3 separate regions of the Sus scrofa genome follow, and all the other regions are linked to region 3. The links are chromatin contacts, called in public HiChIP or PLAC-seq and promoter capture Hi-C maps. All regions are on one chromosome and are shown on one strand. The core of a region is the stretch at or near the end of the contact, and the rest is flanking DNA. Distances in the headings are between cores, read along the strand shown. Region 1 holds the start of ANKRD42 (ankyrin repeat domain-containing protein 42). Region 2 holds the start of CCDC90B (coiled-coil domain-containing protein 90B, mitochondrial). Region 3 holds the start of DDIAS (DNA damage-induced apoptosis suppressor protein).

The links. Promoter capture Hi-C pulls out the DNA fragments that hold promoters and counts their contacts. HiChIP or PLAC-seq counts read pairs in DNA pulled down with a chosen protein or histone mark.
Region 1: a contact with region 3 is called in an H3K27ac HiChIP or PLAC-seq map of alveolar macrophages. The contact joins the promoter of ANKRD42 here to the promoter of DDIAS in region 3. A contact is called at or near these places in 3 of 47 Hi-C or Micro-C datasets (alveolar macrophages, mesenteric adipose tissue and retroperitoneal adipose tissue) and 2 of 2 datasets of contacts at active chromatin or transcription factors (alveolar macrophages and skeletal muscle).
Region 2: a promoter capture Hi-C map of liver shows a contact between it and region 3, with 10 times the contacts expected there. The contact joins the promoter of CCDC90B here to the promoter of DDIAS in region 3. A contact is called at or near these places in 3 of 5 promoter capture datasets (fetal liver, fetal skeletal muscle and liver), 17 of 47 Hi-C or Micro-C datasets (adipocytes, embryonic fibroblasts, fetal heart ventricle and 10 more) and 2 of 2 datasets of contacts at active chromatin or transcription factors (alveolar macrophages and skeletal muscle).

What each region holds. Positions count from the first base shown.
Region 1 is chr9:17,332,723-17,335,422 of Sscrofa11.1, reverse strand. It overlaps ANKRD42 (ankyrin repeat domain-containing protein 42), which reads right to left and starts at 1,373. Exons shown (of 12, transcript XM_021062582.1): 1 at 384-1,373. The coding sequence starts at 441.
Region 2 is chr9:17,446,214-17,448,913 of Sscrofa11.1, reverse strand. It overlaps CCDC90B (coiled-coil domain-containing protein 90B, mitochondrial), which reads left to right and starts at 1,305. Exons shown (of 9, transcript XM_003129718.4): 1 at 1,305-2,416. The coding sequence starts at 2,317.
Region 3 is chr9:17,076,534-17,079,233 of Sscrofa11.1, reverse strand. It overlaps DDIAS (DNA damage-induced apoptosis suppressor protein), which reads right to left and starts at 1,350. Exons shown (of 5, transcript XM_003129716.6): 1 at 1,224-1,350. The region is part of intron 1 of PRCP (lysosomal Pro-X carboxypeptidase); the gene reads left to right.

The DNA.
Region 1 (2,700 bases), core at 124-2,623, 260 kb before region 3:
AGAGAAAGATAGACAGATAAGGGAGAGTCAATAGAGTCAAAGGAAGAAAATTAGGTAAGTCCAATATATAATATAATAATATCCACGGAGTCAAATGCTGCAGAGATGCCAGGAACTTAAAAGGGTCCATTAATTTTAACAAGAGTTGATGTCAGCTGGGAAAGAAGTCTCAAGAATGCGGGGCAGATGGAAAGTAAGGACAGCTGAAGTGAGTTAGAATGCGGGCCAGGTGAACAGCTTTAGGACACTAAAAATAGGTCAATTAGGGGTCATGAGGGGTGGCAGGTGAGAAAGGGAATGGCCAGAAGGAGCGAAGGCTCCCGTGGGGCTGAAGTGAGAAAAGGTGTGTGGCAGACAAGGACCAGCGAAGTTGTCTGACTCACATGGGGTCGCAGTTTCCGTGGAGGAGGTGGAGGGGCCTGAATCGGACACCCCAGGCATGGTGTGATCCCCTGGACTCCGGGGAGGAGTTGAGTCCAGGCCTCTACTGCTGCGGCGGTCTTCGCTTGCTGTGACCCACGAACCACTGCAGCAGCGGCTGTCTTCCTCTTCGTCTGTAGGCCCGGGGCCGCCGTCCTGCGTCGATCCCTCCCAGGTGCCCAGGCAGCGGGAACCTTCGTCTTCACTTTCTCTGTCCCAGAAGCGGCGGTGGTTGGCGTCTTCGCGGACGCTTAGCGCAGAGGATTCGCTGGCCACGTAGCCGCGGTCTTCACTTACCCCTTCCCAGGAACTGCTGAGGCTGCGACCGCCATCCACACTCCCGCCGTCCCAGGAGCCGCTGAGGCAATGGCTCCGGTCGTCACTGCCTCTCTCCCCGGAGTCGCTGGTTCGGGGGCCCCGGACCTCCCTGATCACCTCCCAAGTCCCACTGAGGCAGAGTTCGCGGTCTTCTCTGACGGTTCCCCCAGAGTCACTAGTGGGGTGGCTTCCGACTTCACTTAAACTCACGTCGCTGCTGCGGTCTCCCCTTACTCTCTCCCAAGAGTTGCTGGGACGGTGGCTACCACCTCTCCTGACTCTCTCCTGAGAGACACTGCGGCGGTGACCCAGGTCTTCACTGACTCTTCTCGAATCATTGCGGGAGAAGCCGACATCTTCACTTACTCTTCCCGTCGAGACCCTGCAGCGGTGGTCACTGTCTTCTCTACGACTAACCCTTTCCCTGGACTGGTCGCCGTGGTGGCCTTTTATCCTCCACACGCGATGGCTGGTGCGGCGGCCGCCGTCTTCGGCTGCTACTCCCCGCGACTCGCTGTGGCGGCGACCGCCGTCGGCGGGTACCCTCTTCTCCCAGTCGCTTTCCAGCGTCCCGACTCCAGCTACCCGGCTGGAGCTGTGTTGAAGCCGATGCCTTGGAAACGAATGAATTTCCGGCGTGCTGCGGTCATTTCCGGTTCCTCGTGGCCGTGCGTCACTTCCGGCCTCCCCGCTCTCTCGCGCTTTCTCCGCTTTAGCTCCCTCCCCTTTTTATTCCGGGGCTTCGCCTCTAGAGATGGTGGTGTGGATTCGTGTTTGGTGAAATTCCACTCAGTTTCACCCCCCTTCTGTCTAGACCCTATCTGTGTAATGGCCAGGCATCCGCTGGGCCCGCCATGGCTCGGCGACGCAGGTGGAGGCTTCAGGACTGCAGTCGGCGTAGGTGACCTGAGTGTGTGTGCCGCTGGCCGGGCGGGGCCTTTCGTCCTTCGCAAATCTAGTGCTGGTTGGAGCATTGGAGAAAATGTGTCTTTACCCTTTCATTTCATAAGTATGGAAAACAGCTCTAAAGGAGAAGTTAGCAGCTGCAGCGCTAACATTATTGGGTTTTACTACTGCCAGGCTCGTTGATAATCGCTTGGTACCAATTCTCACACTAATTTTGTAAGGTAGGTGTAATCTCCATTTTACAGGTGAGGAGATTCAAGGTATCAGTAATTATTGCTAAGGCTGAACAGCAGGTAAGTTGTAAAGCCAGTATAAAACACCGGTCATTGGTCGAAAGACCGCACCAGGTGTCGTGATTCCAAGGTTCCTTTCACTATAAAATGTTTACTTTCAGCAGTTTGGCCCAGATTGTTTTCTTCAACCCTGTTGCTTAAGGTATGTTCTTCCATTGATGTTTATAGCAAGTATATGGGTCAGGTTTTGCGCTAGCAATTGAAATTAGAGAAATTAGAATTCTCTGCCCTCCAAGAGCATCACCCACCTTGATTCTTCTCTCACCCTGTTTTTTCCCATCCTTACTGCCTTCCGACAAATTTTGTTTTGTGAACACATTTGGGAAATTCCCTTGACCCCTGCCTTTCCTTTCTTGAAGTACGGCAAATACCGTTCTTTAGCCTTTTATAACAATAGTTTCCATTTGTTGCGTTCCTGAGTCTGGCAAATGCTTTGTGTTTTCTTGTCTAATCTTTAACATAAACTACCTGGATAGTATTACTGTTCATTTCTACAGATAGATGCACCAAAGTTAATTGCCTGATCATACACAGCTACTAAGTAGTAAGTCCCTAAATTAGGTTTCCAACTAGACCTTTTGTGGGAGGGGCATACCAATGGCATGTGGAAGTTCCCCAGCCAGGGATCAAACCCACATCACAGTTGGGGCAACAGTAGATCCTTAACCGGCTGCACTACAAGGGAACTTCCCCATCCTAGTTCTTGGAGTTTTGTTGTACATACTCCTCCAAGTCTCTGAATTCCCACAGCCTTTGTTAGACC
Region 2 (2,700 bases), core at 56-2,555, 370 kb before region 3:
TACCAAAGATGATGTAACATTGCAAGATATAAAAAGTTTCACAGTTCTCCCACCCCCCCTTTCTTTTCATCATTCTTTCCTTTGATTCAGTGTAATTAGCAAACTTATGATGGGTTTTCATTGTCAGCCCCCTAGTTCCATCAGGAAAAAAATTTCTCCCCAGATTTGTGGAGGACAGGGGGTGGCGATCATTTTCAAGCCATGAAGAATGTGATATTAACATAAAATAACACGAAGCTTTGGTGAGAATGGGCTCCTCTCACTGAAGGTTACACAAACTTGGAAAATTCATTGCAGGAAAAAGGGCAACATCTTCTGTTAGGTCCAGGTACGCCCTCTAGTGTCAGGAACTCCCAAGGACGCTCTGGAAGGAAACGGAGTCCCACCTGTCTGTCTCTCTCAATGCCTCATTCAACAATCTTAAAAAGGGGGCGGGGAGCGGCTCAGTGGGTGAAGGATCTGGCGTTGTTACTGCTGTGGTTTGAGTTTGATGCCTGGCCCACAAACTTCCACAAGACGTGGATGCAGCCCCCCCCCCAAAAAAAACTGGGATTTCTTCATATTAGCTATTCTGAGAGAAAAGAAATGACTGATATAAGTGGCCCAGGCTGTATCCATTCTCGTTGGAGTCACCAGAGTTACATTCACAGAGCTGGAGGAAATCTGGCCATCTCATGCAACTATGTCCACCCCGGGACCTCTGACCTCCTGGCATCAGAGGAAAGGTATTTGGGATCCTCAGGAGGGCCCAGGCATTGCAGAATGCCTAAGGAAATTGTGCTGCTATTGGAGATGAAGCTGGAAACGACAATTTGCCAATTGACAAGCATCTTTGCGTTCAGCTGGAATTCACCCCCTTGATGTTGGATAGTCACTGCTGATCTGCCACTTCCTGAATAGTAGTTATGTCCTGAATTAATTGAAAATAGGGATATATGTAATGGTTTCATACATGTGATTGGTGAGGAATGTAAGATATGTTTAGATTGGGGGCTCATAAGGGTAAAAATGCAATAAAAGCAGTCCTCCACAGTGAATAAATCAGGACCCACTTCCTGCTACCTTATTAGCCTCTGAGGTATGGATTAACCAGGCTGCTTTTAGAGAGGGAGTCTTTTTCCCTGTCTTTTATGGCCCCACCCACGACATATCAAGATTCCCAAGCTAGGGATCGAATTGGTGCTGCAGCTTCCAGCCTATGCCACAGCCACAGCAACACCAGATCTGGGCTGCCTCTGCAACCTATACCGCTAGCAGCTCACTGCAACAAAGGATCCTTAACCCACTGAGCGAGGTCAGGGGTGGAACCCGCATCCTCATGTATACCACTCAGGTTCTTAACCTGCTGAGCCAGGAATGGAACTCCTTTCTTCAATTTTTAAAGAGCCATTTATATTTCCTCTTCTTGTTAAAGCCCTGGCAGGAATCAAATGTTCTTTTAATGTGCCTACTGCTTTGGATGGTGTTTGTCATACAGCTGAGGCTCACAAAGCTATGACAACCAATTTGTAGACTGAGTAATCCAGTGGTAACTGTTTACATCCTTGCAAGAATAATTAAGCCACTAAAACCTAATGATTGTTTACCACTTTAGAATTCACAAAGAATATACTGGTACATTTGAACTTCACAACTCCTGTGTGTTATTTTCAGCATTTTACCATGTGGGGCAAAGTCTGGAGTAACTGAGGTCTGACAGTGATAAATGGTGAAAATCAGCTCCACCCTAGAAACAGAGGAATTCAATTTTCCTGAAGAGAGCAACTAAAACAAAGAAATTTCGTCTTCCTGTCCACGAGAGGGCGAAAGGGCAGGAATGACGCGTTGGCTGGACTACACTTCCCAGAAGACCTCTGCGATACCGCCCCCTCTCCTTTGCTCAGCGGCCGAGGACTGCAGGTCCCAGAGTGCCGTTCTCCTTAGACTTCCGTCTCCGGTCGAGCCAAGCTCGGAATGGCCGTAGGCTCTCCGGTGTGAGTTGGCTGTGGAGTTGTACACTTCATTGCCAGGATATGGGCGCCGGCAGGTCCTCAAACAAGATTCCGCTTTCTTAGGGTGGTAACGGCGTTCTCGGGCTGGGGAGGGACGGTGGGAAAAGCGGAGCCGCTCTGAGCCATGCTAATGAATCGTGGGTCAGCCTGTGAAGAGGCCCGGCTTTGCGGGGGTGCGCTAGGAACCTTCGTCGGCGTATGCGTGTGTTACAGGCCGGGAACTACATTTCCCAGCATCCTCGCGGCACCAGAACTACCTTGCCCGAAAACCCGAGCGCGCTTCTGACAGCCTTTACCCCTTCCCGCCTACCGGAAGACTGAGGACATGTGGAGCCGCAGGGTTTGGCTGCTCCTGCGTTCTGAAGGCAGCGGGCGCCGCTGGGATTCAGCTCCCCGCAGGCGTTTCCCGTCAGCCCTACGGAGAGGTGAGGAAAGACACCGTATCTCGGATGCCTCCGTGCTCCGTAGGGAGACGATACCCGGGGTTTCTGTCTGCTCCCGGGGAACGGGAGGCGAGGGTGCCACGCCCTCCTCCCAGGCCCCTGCGGGTCCGGGCGACCCTACTGCAGGGCCTCGCCTCCGGGGGTTTGGGCAGGACCTTCCTCCTCTTAAAGCGCGCCTCTGAAAGCCAGGCTCCACCATTAGAGCCCCGCCAGGCGTCTTTCCGAACCTTTTAATTATCAAATGTGGCTGACGATGCAGCCCTCTG
Region 3 (2,700 bases), core at 101-2,600:
GAACACTAAGATGCCAAGCTCTTTCCTGCCCTAAGGCCTTTGTACAACCTATTCACTCTGGAAGATTCTTCCTTTCCTCTGTGGCATGGCTGGATCATTCTCAACTTTTTGGCCTCAATTTAAGTGCCAACTCCTCAGAAAGGCCTTCCCAGACCAACCTAACTCAAATAGATTCCACTTTATTCTTAAGTCCACCCATAAAAGGTTTAAGTTCCATTAGAATAGGAATCTCATATCTTGCTCACCAGTGTAATCCTAGTACCTAGCAGTTCTGGGCACAGAGGAGGGAGGCACTTAAAAACGACCTGTAGCACGAGTAACTAAGTACTTGGTGCATTGTGACCCAATCTTTCAGGCTCAGGGAAGACTTCCTGACTTAGAAGGCTTTATAAAATGCGACCTAAGGAATGAGTAGAATTAGCTGGGTTGGGGATGGGATTTAGAAGAGGTCTGGAGGTAAGGGAGGATGACGCATTTGAGGAACTCAAAAAGACAAAAAGGGCCCTATTGACCACGGTAAGGAATTTAGACTTAAACCTGAGGGCAAATAAAAGAAATCAAAGGAAAGGTTAATGGGGAGACCCTGATTAGATTTGCATTTATCAGCCTGGAAATGGGCAGACTGGTTTGGAAGGAGAACCAGCTACGAGGCTACTGTCACAGTTACGCGGCAGTTGTGCTGAACCAAGGTAAGTACAGTAAAAGTGGCGAAAAGCGTATGGATTTGAGATATTCAAGAGGTTGGTATGACTGGCTGGTTGTGAGAGAGAAGAAGGGCATCTAGATAGCTTTCGAGTTTCTGGTCTAAACACACTACTCAGTTAAGCACTTTCCCCTCTGGGTCACCAAAGCACTTCTGGAAAGGACCCCTTTTCAACAGGTATTACTCGGCATAGCAGCCGGTTGCATATGTATCTCTGAGCATCTCAAAAGCTAGAGTGATGCCTTTTCCTCTCCGTATTTCCGGTTCCAGACGCTCACAGGCGTCCAGCTCGATGGCATACTAAATGTTCGATTAACGCTCACTGAGCGACTGCAACAGCATTGTCTAAAATTAAAAATGACCTTCTTACTCTTCTACCCTCATTGCCGCCCTTTTAAAGAAGGCTCCTGAAAAAAAACAACATAGAATGCCCTGAGTCTCACTTATAACGACGTTAAGGGTTTCGTTAAGGAGTCTCCGGCGCTTGCCCCCACCAGGACCTCCTCCCGCAGCAACTCACCTGGGCAGAGCGCCGGGAACCTGCCCCGGCGAAGCTCAGTTAGTGACAAGGCCCTCAGGACTCAGCAGCAAACCAAGCGCCCTCCAATCGAATCTCCCGCGCCCCCTTCCGCCGGAAGTGACGCTCTGGCCGTCCTTTCTCAGAGCCAATCAGAAGAAGGTGCCGCCGAGGGTGGTGACTTAGCACAGCAACCAGTGAGCATTTGGGAACAGCCATTTTCGTCAAACCGGGGGTTGAGACGGTGTTGGCAAGTGTTTTTTCTCGACTAGTGGAGAAAAAACTAGTAGTGCAGTCTGTAAAGTTGGTTTCGGGGCGGTGTTGAGCCAGTTGGGCGTAAGGACCCCGGAAAGGAGTGGGAGGGGGCGGGAGCGCCCCTCGGACCGGGGTTCTGCGGACTGACTGGAAGGAGGAGCGAAGCTGGATGGTGGGGGAGCCGCTGGATGGTGCGGGAGCCGCGAGCACGGAAGGGGCTCTGCCTGCTGTGGATGGGGTGGCGTGGGCGAAGGCGGGGCCTGAAGCGGGCTGCGGGCTGCTGGGAGAAGAAAGGGGGCGTAACCTGGACCCGAACCTAGTGGAATTACAGGGCAGCCTCGGTTGAAGGACCGACGGTGTGGGCTACACCGAGGTCTGAGGTGCCCCAGCGACAGTGCAATAGGAGGTGGTTAGGGTGGCTTCATCGAGAGAGCGTGCAAAGGAACCAGACTTAGCAGTCTTTGAAGCCCTGCTCCACACTTCCCTCTGAGTGACCCAATGCAACCCCCAGCACCTTTCTGAGCCTGTTTCCTCGGCTATAGATGGGAGTAACCATCATACACCACGCACGAGATGGTGGGATGGTTGAGAGATGATGTGTGTGCCACTAAGCCTAGTGCTATAGTGATTCTGTAGTGAATCAATAAATTACCACGGTACTGTTGACTGGGGAAAAAAACCCCACAACGTGAAAATTGTGACTTAACTGTTAACTTTTATTTGGGGTAAAACGAGGATTCTAGTGCCGGTAACAGCTTCTCAGCTCTGAGGAACTGCTTCAAAGACGTGGGGGAAAGGTCAGTATTATACATAGGTTTAACGAAGAGGGTATGTGCAATCAAACACACATTTCATCAGAGGCTTGCTGCTAGTCAGGAGGAGCAGATGTCTCCGTTAATGATTTTAGCGCTAGATATGAGAAGATGCAAAAATTGGGGCGCATAAAACCTCCTGAAAATAGCTCACTATCAATGCCTGTTCCTCCCGTTTTTCCCAGAGCACAGAGTGCCCCATTCCTGATCTTCACCCTCAACTCCTCTCAGGGTGTGTTGAAGGCCAGTAGTTGAAGTGACTAGTGTCTTAAACCTTGTAGAGGCAGATGGCGATTTGTGGAGGACAGGGGTGTGACAGTGGAAGTGAGGCGGACAGGGCAGGGTTTAGCAGTGATGATAAAGGCCAGAGTGTAGGGTGACTGGGCTAGAAGGTGGACTTGGGGGAGTGGAGT